Regions from separate parts of the Gossypium arboreum genome. Here region 2 is linked to region 1. A link is a contact called in public Hi-C data. All regions are on one chromosome and are shown on one strand. Each heading gives the region's core, a stretch centred on a gene start, on an enhancer-like site or on the middle of the called end of the contact. The rest is flanking DNA. Distances are from core to core; before and after follow the strand shown.

Region 1 (5,925 bases), core at 1,147-3,646:
AAGTATTGAAACTTACATGTCAAGTCTCAAGATAACTTGTATTTTTTTATCATTTTAAACCTCTAGAACCCTGTTTTAAGTTTTGGACATGTCCGAACATTTATGAAATGTTTCAAAATAATTTTAAAAATGTATTCAAGCTTTCTAAATTATGAGAATGACTTTAAAGAATTTTTACTAAGTCATAAAATGGTGTTTTACTAAAAGAAAATTTTTATAGACGTTAAGAAAGTGTTCTGGTAGCATCCCCTATTGGTACTAATCATTGGGACAAGTAAAGGTTGTTACACAATGACAGGATCTAGTAATAACTTTATTTCTCAAGTAAATTAAAAATGAAGGGGGTTAAAATTAAAAGCTAAAATAATATTAAAAGTAACTAAAAAGAAGTGGTAAAATAAAATAAATGAGAAAAAGCTTTAGTCAAGGTAAAATCCCTATTTGATTCATAAATATGATCTTCGATACAATGATATCTTTAATGCCTTTAATAAATTAGTTCTCGTTGTTGACTCAACGCTGGGCAACTAATCTTCCCCTACCTATTTGGTAATCAAGAGACAAATTGTTTGAAATTAGTTCCCTAACCAATAAATAACCTTGTTAAATAACTTTATAATTCAACACTTAAGATTTAACAAATGATAGGATTAAGAACGAGAATAACTTAATTTTAACAAACAAACATACATCAACAAAATTTATTAATGATAGATCACAAATTCACACCATACAATCATAAACTACAACCTAAATAATTATTGAGTTTGTGATAAGTATTAAAATGAAATAAAAAATTGCAGAATGAGTTAGTGAAAGTGAAACATCCACTGTCAATTGACGAAATAGTCACCACTTTCACCTTATTCTTTTCCTTCCTTTTGTCCGTCGAAGCTTAGAATTATGAGCTTTCAACATTGCCAGCAATTGAGTTGCTCATAGCCAACATCTAGAGGGGGTCGAATATCGAGTTTTGCATCATCATGCTGCTGGACACCCGTAATCGACTAAAGCTATCTTTGGTGACAAATGGCGTTTGAAAACATTACTTTTGTTTTTGGAATTTATTGTCATTATTTTTTTTGGACTTCAATTTTTTTCCATTTCCACAGTAACACATCGGGTTCTTATTTTCTGCTGTTGGAGAATGCATTCCTTCAAATTTTTGTCTTCGCTGCTGCATCACTAGAGAAATAGGGCAAAAGCAATACAAATATCCCAATTATTAGGATTCCACCCATTTGGGGTGATTAAAATGATAGTTGTTTATTTATTTTATTTTATTTTATTTTTTTTGATGAAAAGACCCGAAAGTCGACCTCAATTCATTGCATCAATTAAAATCACATCATGAATTTCAATAGGGTAATCCCTATCGAAATCCTTAATACAATTCAAAGCCTTAGCCCATTTACAAAGAGAATCAGTAGCTTTATTACAACTACGCGGGGCCCAAGCAAAAAGATAACTATCACAAAAATCCAAAATTTTAATGTTCTCCCGAATGCTGTAGCCCAACGTGGACAAGTCAGCCCACCGCCTATTAAGCCTATTCACCAGGCTGGCACAATCGGTTTCAAATTCCAGCTTAAGCCATTTCCTGGAACGCGCAAATTTAAAGCTCTCAACCAGCGCATGAAACTCAACTCATTCGGCTTGAACATTCTGTGCTACCATACCAGCCCGCCCGCCAAGTACAAAACCGTCGTGATCCCTCGCCACCAGCCCAAAACTCATCTTCCTACCGTTCGGAGACGCATCGAAATTAATTTTAACAACCCCCTGATCCGGCTTCTTCCAAACTTTCTCCATAATCGGTTTAAGAAGCAGCGGCTTATCCATGAAATTAAAAATTCTAAAATCCCTGCTCAACACAGCAGCCCTTTCCCACGTTACTCTAGCCTCCTCCTCCTATAGTTGTTTATTTAAATGTAAAACAATGTGGTGGAAATTTTGTGAAAGATTAAAATTAAAAAAAAATTCACTTCGGATTTTCATCAGGAATTTTCTATCAGCAATCCAATTATAAAATGTCCTTAGTATTAATTTCACATTTTATCTTTAATATAAATTTTATTAAAAAATAATATTTTTACCTTAATATATGTTTTAATTTTAAAATACATATGAATAAAAATTAAAATAACTAAAACAACTAATCAAACAAATAAATTAATCTGTAATGAATAAATTATAAGAGGATAAAATTAATAATAAACAAATTTAATTACGTTACAAAAACTTAAAGTTATCCTTTTAACTTAACACAAATAAATAAAATTATTTAACTCAATTAACTTAAAATTTTTTCATTTAATAATGCATCCCATTCTATTTTCTAAAATCGAAAGCTTTTCCCGCTTTTAATGCTGCCCTTGTCCATTCAGGGCAACAATAATTCACATGGTAGGTGGTGCCATTTATTCTAATACACTTGTAGCTTCGATGATTACTCTATACATACTCCATACTATGCCAAGAATTGTCGATTCCTAAAACCAATAAAACCAGTACAATCTTGTTAGCTTGGACGACAGAAATTTTTGAAACTACAATTGAGCTTCAATTCCATGGCCGCCTTTCCATTTCCCTACACTTTCTTTCTCACAAAACCTTCCATTTCAAAGTCCTTAACTACCCGTCACCATGTAAAGCTTCTGGTTTCACCTACGACCAGGAAAAACACCTCAAAAACTTGCAGCTGCAGTGCCCAAAATACCCGCCGTGCTCCTTCAAATTCCCCACTTTGGACTGTCACCGACATAGCCCAAGCTGTCGGTGGCAAGATTGTAAAATGGGGTCCTCCAGGAACCATTTCTATTGATACCAGAACCATAGAACCCGGCCAATGGTTCTTCGCCATTACCGGGGAAAATGTTGATGCCCATGATTTTATAACCCTTGATTTATCGAAAAGTGGATGTGTCGGGGTAATTGGAAACCGTGTTTGCGAGAATTGGGAAATGGGTTTCGTCCAGGTTGATGGCGACACTGTAAGTTCATTGCTGAAGATGGCAGCATTTGCAAGGAACAGGTTTGTCGGTAAAGTGATAGCAGTTACGGGAAGCGTTGGGAAAACTAGCACAAAAGCTATGATAGCTTTGGCGCTTGAGAGTTTAGGGAGTAAAGTTTATCATAGTTATGAGCACTGGAATAATACATTCGGGGTTTCTCTCTCATTGATAACGATTCCTAGGGATGCAGGGATAGCAGTTTTGGAGATGGGAATGAATCGGAAAGGACAGTTATTGGAATTGACACGGCTAGGGAGGCCTGATATTAGAGTGATTCTTAAAGTGGCCACTGCTCATTTGGAGAATCTTGTAAGCTTGGAGGGAGTTGCAATGGCTAAAGGGGAGATGTTCCAAGAAGCAAAGCCAGGAGATATATGTGTAGCCAATGCTGATGATCCTTTTGTCAAGAGCATTCCAGTTCCACAAGGAGCTAGAAGGGTAAGATAGGCTTGTGTCACACTAATCGTGTTCTTCCGGCACTTGTGTTATACATGTCAGTTAAACTATTAGAAGCCTAGTATATATAACATTACACACTGCATTGGCATTAGCTTATGCTTTCTAAGAGCCACACTGTATGAGATACTAAAATTTGGGCTCTTCCCCCTGCCTTATCATAGACGTGTCAAAGTATTCAAGCAATTATTAGCAGCATGCTTTTAAATGGTTTCATGGTAAAAGGTGAGTCCAAGTCTTTGGACTGTCTAAGCTGTATGTTTCTCCAGTTAATCTTGGCAGTCAATAATGTGGTTTCTATTTTTTGCCTTCCATCGTAGCTGGCCCTGTAGTTTGACTTTTTCCTCTGCTTCAGGTGCTTTTTGGTCGGAGTTTGGAGTCTGATGTTCGGTTGGTAGCAGCAGAAAGGGTAGGCAGTGGTGGCAGTGTTGGAGTTCGAGTTGTCTTACAGAAAAACATGGAGATGTAAGTTTTTCTTTTTCAAATTGAACCACTCTTGGACCAAAGAGTGTTTGAAATGAATAGATCCTTACTAATTATTTGGGGCAACTCTGGAAAATCAATTGAAAGGCAGGAATTTTTCTCTCAATGAATGGTTCCCTTTTAGAGTTGAGATTTTGACGAAAACAGTTACATTCTTGCTTTGAAATCCACTTTTCGAAACTGAAGTGAATGATCAGTTGGTACCAAAGGGTTGTGCTATTGTTCAATACATTCATCATCACCATTCACAAGAGTAGGGCCTATCTATCAATGGTGATTAAAAATACATTGGAATATAATTATAAATGGAATGCAAAGTAACAAAATTAGTGGCAAATGAGATCTAAGAGCTAGGACTCAAACCAGATATCAATTTTCTTTTTTGGGTAAATTGTAACTTTTCCTTATCAACAACTATTTCATAAAGACCAAAACATGCAGAATGTTTAGGTTTGTACTCTGTAGTTTGGGCTTCTTTTCTAGGATTGCATCTTATTTGATATAAATCACTTGAAACTATTTATGCCTTTGATACATAAACAGCTTATTGGCTTCATATCCAGGGTGGAATTTGTGATTCCGACTTTGGGTCTGCATATGGCTGTCAATGCATGTGCAGCAGCAGCAGTTGCAACTTCTATGGGTGTTCCTCTTTCTCAAGTTGGAAGATCCTTATCTCGATACATTCCTGTTAGTATGAGGTCCGAGTTTGTTGTAGCCAAAAGTGGCATCAAGATAGTGAATGACGCTTTCAATGCCAATCCTGTTAGCACCAAAGCCGGTATCGACACGTTGAAAAACATCGATTGTGATGGAAAAAGAGTTGCTATTCTTGGGGACATGTTTGAACTAGGTACTCATGAGATAGAGTATCATGAGGAGGTATTAAACTATTGTCTTGATGCTTGTATTGATGTAGTTGCCATTGCGGGGCAGAGGTTTCATTTAGCAGCTGATAATATGAATTTAATGAAGAAGATGAAGGTTGTACATGCTGTTGAAACAGAAAATCTTATTCCTAAAATCTTGAACTGTTTGAATATGAATGATGTAGTCCTCGTGAAGGGTGGGTGTCAGATGCAAATGGTGAAAGTTGTGGATGCAATTAAGGCAATGCCTAGATTCACTCAACCTTCATGTTCGGGTTCGGAGAATTGAAGGCAAGAACAAGGATGACAAATCTGATAAAAACAACTGATCAGGAGTCGAACTCTTAAAACAGAGTCGGTAAGGTGTGGGGCTAAGCAAGTGCCAATGTCCCTTTCGGACAAGGTGCATTTGTTCGAGACTTAACTACTGTAAGGGACTTCTACCCTTTTGTTGCTTTGTAAACTACTTTGTTGGATGCATTGAAGAATCAGGATATATGTACTCCTACTGCCATGCCATCATGTTGCAACCAACATTACATTTGTCATATGGTATGTTTTTTTTAAAGTTGACAAACCGGCCTGTGATTCCATCATCGTCCTGTTGTGTTGTGTTTCTTTAATGTTAAGCAAAACCATTCATTCACTAGCATTAACATAGTTTAAGTTATGGTGATTTGGAGCAATGGAAAGCAGGTGAGGCAATCTTCAATCAGCATGGGCCTACCGTCCATTCATTTCCACCTCAGGATTTGGGTTTGAAGATTTAAAAAAGAAAGCTAGAAAGATTTGTATTAAAGATAAGCACATGGATTGTTGCTTGGTTAGGTTTGCCTATTTTGTTTTGACCAATCAAGCTTTTATGCTTAACAAATCAGCTTTTCAAAATAGGTTTCTTCCTACATCATACATAATATTTAGAAGTTTCTCAATTTTGCTACCCTCTTACGTCAGTCAGCTTTCTATATCTTTCCACTGATAAAAAGGAAAAATTGGGGAAAAAAAAGAACAAATTATTTGACTACGACCTTGAACAAAAGAAAAGTCACATAGATAAGTTCTGGGTATTTGTATTTGTAGAAACGGATAATTTACATTTATAG
Region 2 (5,925 bases), core at 1,729-4,228, 220 kb before region 1:
CCACCAGAAGGCTGGTGAATCATGATGGTGGCATTGGGGAGGGACCGCCTTTCACCCTTTGCTCCAGCAGCTAAAAGGAGAGAAGCCATGGATGCAGCTTGCCCCAAACAGATTGTGTTGATTGGAGACTTAATGTACTGCATCGTATCATAAATTGCAAGACCTGTACCAAGAACAACACTAAAAATATTATGGAGAATTGTGATAGAAATGGGTATTATTGGAGATTGGAAAGTGAGAAAAAAGGAAAGACCTGCAGTGACTTGACCGCCAGGGGAGTTGAGGTACATGTTGATAGGCTTGGATGGGTTTTCGGATTCGAGGAAGAGGAGCTGAGCCACAACGACGTGGGCGGTGTCGTCGTTGATGGGTCCATTGATGCAGACGATCCTTTCCTTGAGGAGACGAGAGAAAATGTCGTAAGCCCTCTCGCCGCGGGAAGAGTGCTCGATCACCATGGGTATCAAGCTGAAGGAACGGGAATGGGTGGCCACGGCGGTGGCGCTAGTGCAAGAAATGAGGCGTTTGGTGGTTGAAAATAGGGTCCTCATGGCTGCCTCCACAGGAGATCGGGCTAGGGATTTTAGAAAACGCCAAAGGACCGATGCCCAAATTAAGATAGGTTTCTCTTGCTATAGTAAGCACAACCAAACTATTCACTCAGTTTTTGTTTATCAGAAGAATGCTACTGCAGCAGCCAGCAGCTCATAAATGGATTATATGCGTATTTATATCTGGATAATTTACTCAATGCTTGAATATTACCCAATTCCAACTTACTATTCAAACAGCTTCACCAATTCCAATCCAGTTAATCTCAAACCCAAAAATAAACAACAACAACAGTTGTGGTTAAATAAATAAATAAATAAAAACTAAACTAAATATCTATGATGATCCCTCAAAAACCCTATGCCAAGGATAAATCTATCCTAGTATTAAAAAAGCGAAACTTTAACTGTTTTGAGGCTTAAATTTTATTTATTCAAATTAATCCTTCAATTTGTCAATTATTTTCATACTAAATCATAAACTTAATAGTTATTTTCATATTAAAGTTTAAATTTTTAAAAATATTATGGTACAAATCCGAAAAATTTTCAAGATAAAGAAAAAAGTTCAAACTTTTAATGCAAGAAAAATTGTCAAATTTAATTAAACCGAAAAATAATCAAACTTTAATGTGAAAAAATTCCAAAAAGATCTAACTCCGCAAAAAGAAATAAAATATCCAACTGTTTTACTTAATTAATCAGATTGTTTTGCGTTGAGATCTTATTTATCTTTCAATTTCCAGAGCTAAAATGGATCAAGAGTGCTAAATTCAATTCCTCGTTCATGAAAAATATAGCAAAGATTATTGAAGTTCCAAAAACAATTAAATTAAAATACAGTATTTAAAACAAATGGCGACAATGAGATCAAACGATGCCATTAACTATTAAGTGCTTAAAGAACACCATATCCCTCGGAAAACATTACATTAGAAAAACAAAAATTCCATACTGTCTTAAAAGGTTCCCAACAACATGACATGACATGAAATAAATAAACACCATTTAGAAAAGAGATGTTCCCTTCCCCTTCTTGTCGCCACCAATTTCAAAATGCTTGCACCTCTGCAACAACACAAGACACAAACACCAACACATTAGCTCATCAAGCAAACACATTGGTCAACAAAGGGTTTTTCTCAATGCACAAACCTTGATTGGATGTTGGGATACATGCTTGCAACCCTGGCATTGCAGCCTCAGCACAATCTTCTTGGTGGTCTTGGCCTATTCAAACCATACAATGCCATTAATATTATATAACATGCTAGGAGTCTTGAGAAATAGCAATGATCAGAATGACAAAATGAGTTAACTAAACACTCCTTACTAACTAGTACCAGAAGATGCAGAATAAGATATTAGATCCTCTCTCAGCGTATCGAGAAATAGCAATAACTAAACATCCTTTACTAACTAGTATCAGAAGATGCAGCATAAGAATTCTAGATATTTTGGTTATATAACTAATCACCAAGCAAGAGACAAAAGACAAGGGAAGAGGAATTACCTTCTTGTGGAACACTGGTTTGGTCTGACCACCATAACCTGATTGTTTGCGATCGTAACGGCGCTTCCCTTGAGCAGCCAAACTATCTTTGCCCTTCTTGTACTGTGTAACCTTGTGCAAAGTGTGCTTCCTGCACTCCTTGCTCTTGCAGTAGGTCTTCTTCGTCTTAGGTACGTTCACCTAAAATAATACAAAGCCACACGTATTCTCAAAATAAAATCCAAATGTAATAAATTTATCAACTCCTTTCTGCAATAAATACATAGATTACACTTCATTGACAACAAAGAAAAAAACAGCTCAGCCACGAACAACATTTACCCTAACTTTGCAACCTCATCGACAAATTTCATATTAGGATTTCTAAGAGAAACCCAATGCTGAAGTCCTTATTAACTAACAGATTTGAAACATCCTAAAGTTATCATTGATTAACCAAAATAGTATAAAATACAGATATTTAAAAGAGATGTCTTGGAAACAATACAAAACTAATAACTTAAGTACCATATCGATGGGAAAGACTACGCTAAATGCCAAATAGACATAATTTCACCATAAATTTTCTCAGAAAAAGGAAAATGAAAATGAAAACGAAATCCCAAACTTTTCATCCCAATTCTCCCAACCCAAATGTTCTTATAGAATCTTTATCCTATTTGATAAACTCCATTTTGAAACACTTTTATGGAAAGAAAAAGTAGATCCAAAATGGATTCCCAGAAGATAAAGGAAAACAAACCCGGGGAAGTACCATGGCTGCGGCTGAAGATGAGAGTACCCGAGCTCTGTTTCGGTGAGGATGGTAAAATTAGGAGTCCGCCAGTCTAACCTAATAAATATACTGATTTCTCATTTTAGGGTTTTTGAGGGTTTCAATTTTAGGCTTTGAGTTTTGGGCTAAAAAGAAAATGAAGCCCAACTATTCTTTGTAGATTTACAAACTTTTATACACCCAAAACCAAGTTCCACATAAAATAAAAATGGTATAAGGCGTAAAAAATCTTTAATTTTTTTCAGAAAATGTAATTAAGTCCTTATATCTTTTCACTCAATTAGATACTTAAATTTTTAAAATGCATTAAAAAAGCCTTTAATTTTTTTAAAATATATTTAATTATTAGATAATTAGATTAAATATTTTTTATTCGAATTTGGTAATTATTCATATATTAAGGTTTAAATTATTTTTGATTCTAGTTAGTCATTGAATTTAATAATTGTTCCCGTCTTATTAAGGTTTCACATTGGGGCTTAAGTTTTTTCTTTCAAGTTAATCCTTAACATTTTCTTAAAACCTTAAAATTCAAAGCCTGATGTGGAAATATTAGCTAAGTTCATCCCCAATTAGGGAACAGTTGCTAAGTTTAGAGAATAAGTTAAAAAAAATTCAAGCCCCAATATAGGAAAATTTATCTAGTTCCGGCCCTAATATAAGAGTAATTACCAAGTTTAAGAACTAACTTAGACCAAAACATAATTGAAACTCCAAAATTAGAATTGTTGCAAAATTCATACCCCAAATAGTGATTTAATCCTAAAATATTCTATAAAGTCATCTACAGGAAGCTTGAACGTTCAATAAATGCTCCAGTAACTTATAGTTACCATTACTTCCGGAAATCAGCTTGATAAACAATTTAAATTTAGGATAAATTACACTAAATTATTCAAAACTTTTCATTTAAGCCGCTGAACTATTTAAAAGTTTTCAAGTCACTAGACTATTATGTTTTTTTTTTAAAAAGTCCAACTAGCAAGCTTCAAACGACGATTTGACAATCGGTATGATAGCCTAGTACCCATCAATGAGTAGAAAGTTGTTTGGATTTTGCTTCACAAATTCATGATTTTCAAAGATGTTTCATGAAAAATACTCGAACTGTAAATGAGAAAGGGAATGAGAACTTCTAATTGGAGTAAGCGGTATGAACAGTGAAAGCGATAAAGCAACGATTTTAACATCCCGATGAATCAAATGAAAATTTGTTAATAATTCAGTGATTATTTAGTAACTTTTTGAAGTTAAATGATCAAGACGTAAACTTACTAATAGTTAGTGACCTCAAGTATAATTTATTCATAATTCTATCAGAACCTATCTTATAGATGGACTTGAATCTTTAAATTTCATGTGTTGTTGGGGATTCAGCTATAACTATAAATAGAATATTTCCCCAATCTCTTTTGTATCATCATTCATTGAGTAATTAAATACAAAGAAAAGTATTTACTGTATTTTTTTTATGCTGAATTATGAGCTTAGGCTAACCTAGGTAACTGGACAACGAATTCCCCACCTTAGACCTCATTGGTTGAGGTCCAATTAAGATATTGATTTTGAGATAATGTCGTAGATAAAAGGCCGAAGGTAAAACAATCATAGTCAAAGTATGTATGAAAATTTTACTGAGGGCCACATCAAGTAATTGCATTTAGTAAAAAAAACTGTCAACACAATTATAGATATGCTTATACAGAAAAAGCCATACTGGTGAAACCATGATTAAAGGTTAGAAGTGCTCGTGGCATTCAATATAATGACTTGGGTTTGGATCCAACTTAGTGTCTACAAGTGGTTGAGAGCAGAGGCAAATTTCCACATTAAAATTGCCCAAACCTTTTAACACTTTCACTAATTTGGTAAAAGCATACAACTGTCAAATCTCAACTGATCAGCAAAGTTTAAAAAAAGGTGCTGCTAAAATCAGTACCATCGGATTACCTTATTTGTAAAGAAAACAAATTCAATGTCTATTTACATATTTAATTAATTTTATAATTCCATATACTCCACAAACTTGACCATGGATGTTGATAATTAAATAAAATGCAATTTTAGATGGTAATAAAATAATAAACGAATTCAAAATTTAGACAAATTAAACAAATCAATATTTTTTTAAAATAAAGATATTAAATTTAGTCTAAACTCAAATATTGGATGCTCATTTGTCCGTATATATAATATATAGGTTAAATTTTACTATTAGTCTTGTATTTTACGAAAGTTGAGGATTTAGTCCCTATACTTTAATTTGATTAATTTTAGTCTTTTTACTTTTTGAATTTTGAAATTTTAGTCTTGATCCTAATAGTAGAAGTTAAATCCGTTTAGTTAAGTTCAATTGCAAGTCATATACTATGCGTACAATTGTAGATTTAGTCAATATTCTTCAATTAAATCATTCTAAGCCTCTATATTTTTCAAATTTTAAAATTTATGTTTTGACACAAATAATAGTGGTTAATTCATTAATTAATTTTTAGTGAGTAATATATGAGAATAACAAGCCGATATGGCATTACACATACGATAATATGTTTTATGTATCATATTTTAAAAATAATAAAATTTAACAATTAACATTTGATGAGGACTGGAATTTTATAATTCAAAAAGCACATGGATTAAAAAAGAGCAGATTAAAGTATAGGACTAAATCCACAACTTTCATTAAAGTTCAGGGACTAACTAATAGTAATTTACCTTTTGAATTGCAAGACAAAGAGCACACAGAGCACGAGTTTCGTCTTCCAAAATATTTAAATACCATTTTATATGTTTTTCGTTTTTTCATTTTCAAGATGTCACCATCAATCTTAATCTGAAAATATATATGAAACTCTTTGGTTACCTCAATTGGTATACGAATTGCAGCTGAAGTTTATATATGTATAATTGCGTAAAACATCAGATGACGCAAATAATGATGACATAAATAAAACAGGAGAGATAGATAAGCATAGCATAGTATGTAGAGTGAAGTCAAAATAGAGTAGGGGTAGTCGGTGTATGGATGTTATGGAAATTGGGAGCTTTTATTTTTGTCAAAAAGAGCATGCATTGGTGGTCATTGG

The links. A called contact is a pair of places that touch in the nucleus more often than the background predicts.
Region 2: a Hi-C map of leaf shows a contact between it and region 1, with 1.8 times the contacts expected there. The contact joins the promoter of LOC108478075 here to the promoter of LOC108476520 in region 1. A contact is called at or near these places in 2 of 5 Hi-C or Micro-C datasets (both in leaf).

The regions. Positions count from the first base shown.
Region 1 is chr12:95,972,342-95,978,266 of ASM2569848v2, reverse strand. It overlaps LOC108476520, which reads left to right and starts at 2,396. Exons shown (of 3, transcript XM_017778743.2): 1 at 2,396-3,452; 2 at 3,826-3,935; 3 at 4,517-5,399. The coding sequence starts at 2,571. The coding sequence ends at 5,111.
Region 2 is chr12:96,192,110-96,198,034 of ASM2569848v2, reverse strand. LOC108478075 (60S ribosomal protein L44) reads right to left here and starts at 2,978. Exons shown (of 4, transcript XM_053023581.1): 1 at 2,819-2,978; 2 at 2,065-2,244; 3 at 1,707-1,781; 4 at 1,358-1,619. The coding sequence starts at 2,821. The coding sequence ends at 1,560. LOC108476855 (ATP-dependent Clp protease proteolytic subunit 2, mitochondrial) reads right to left here and starts at 858. Exons shown (of 2, transcript XM_017779217.2): 1 at 254-858; 2 at 1-163. The coding sequence starts at 551.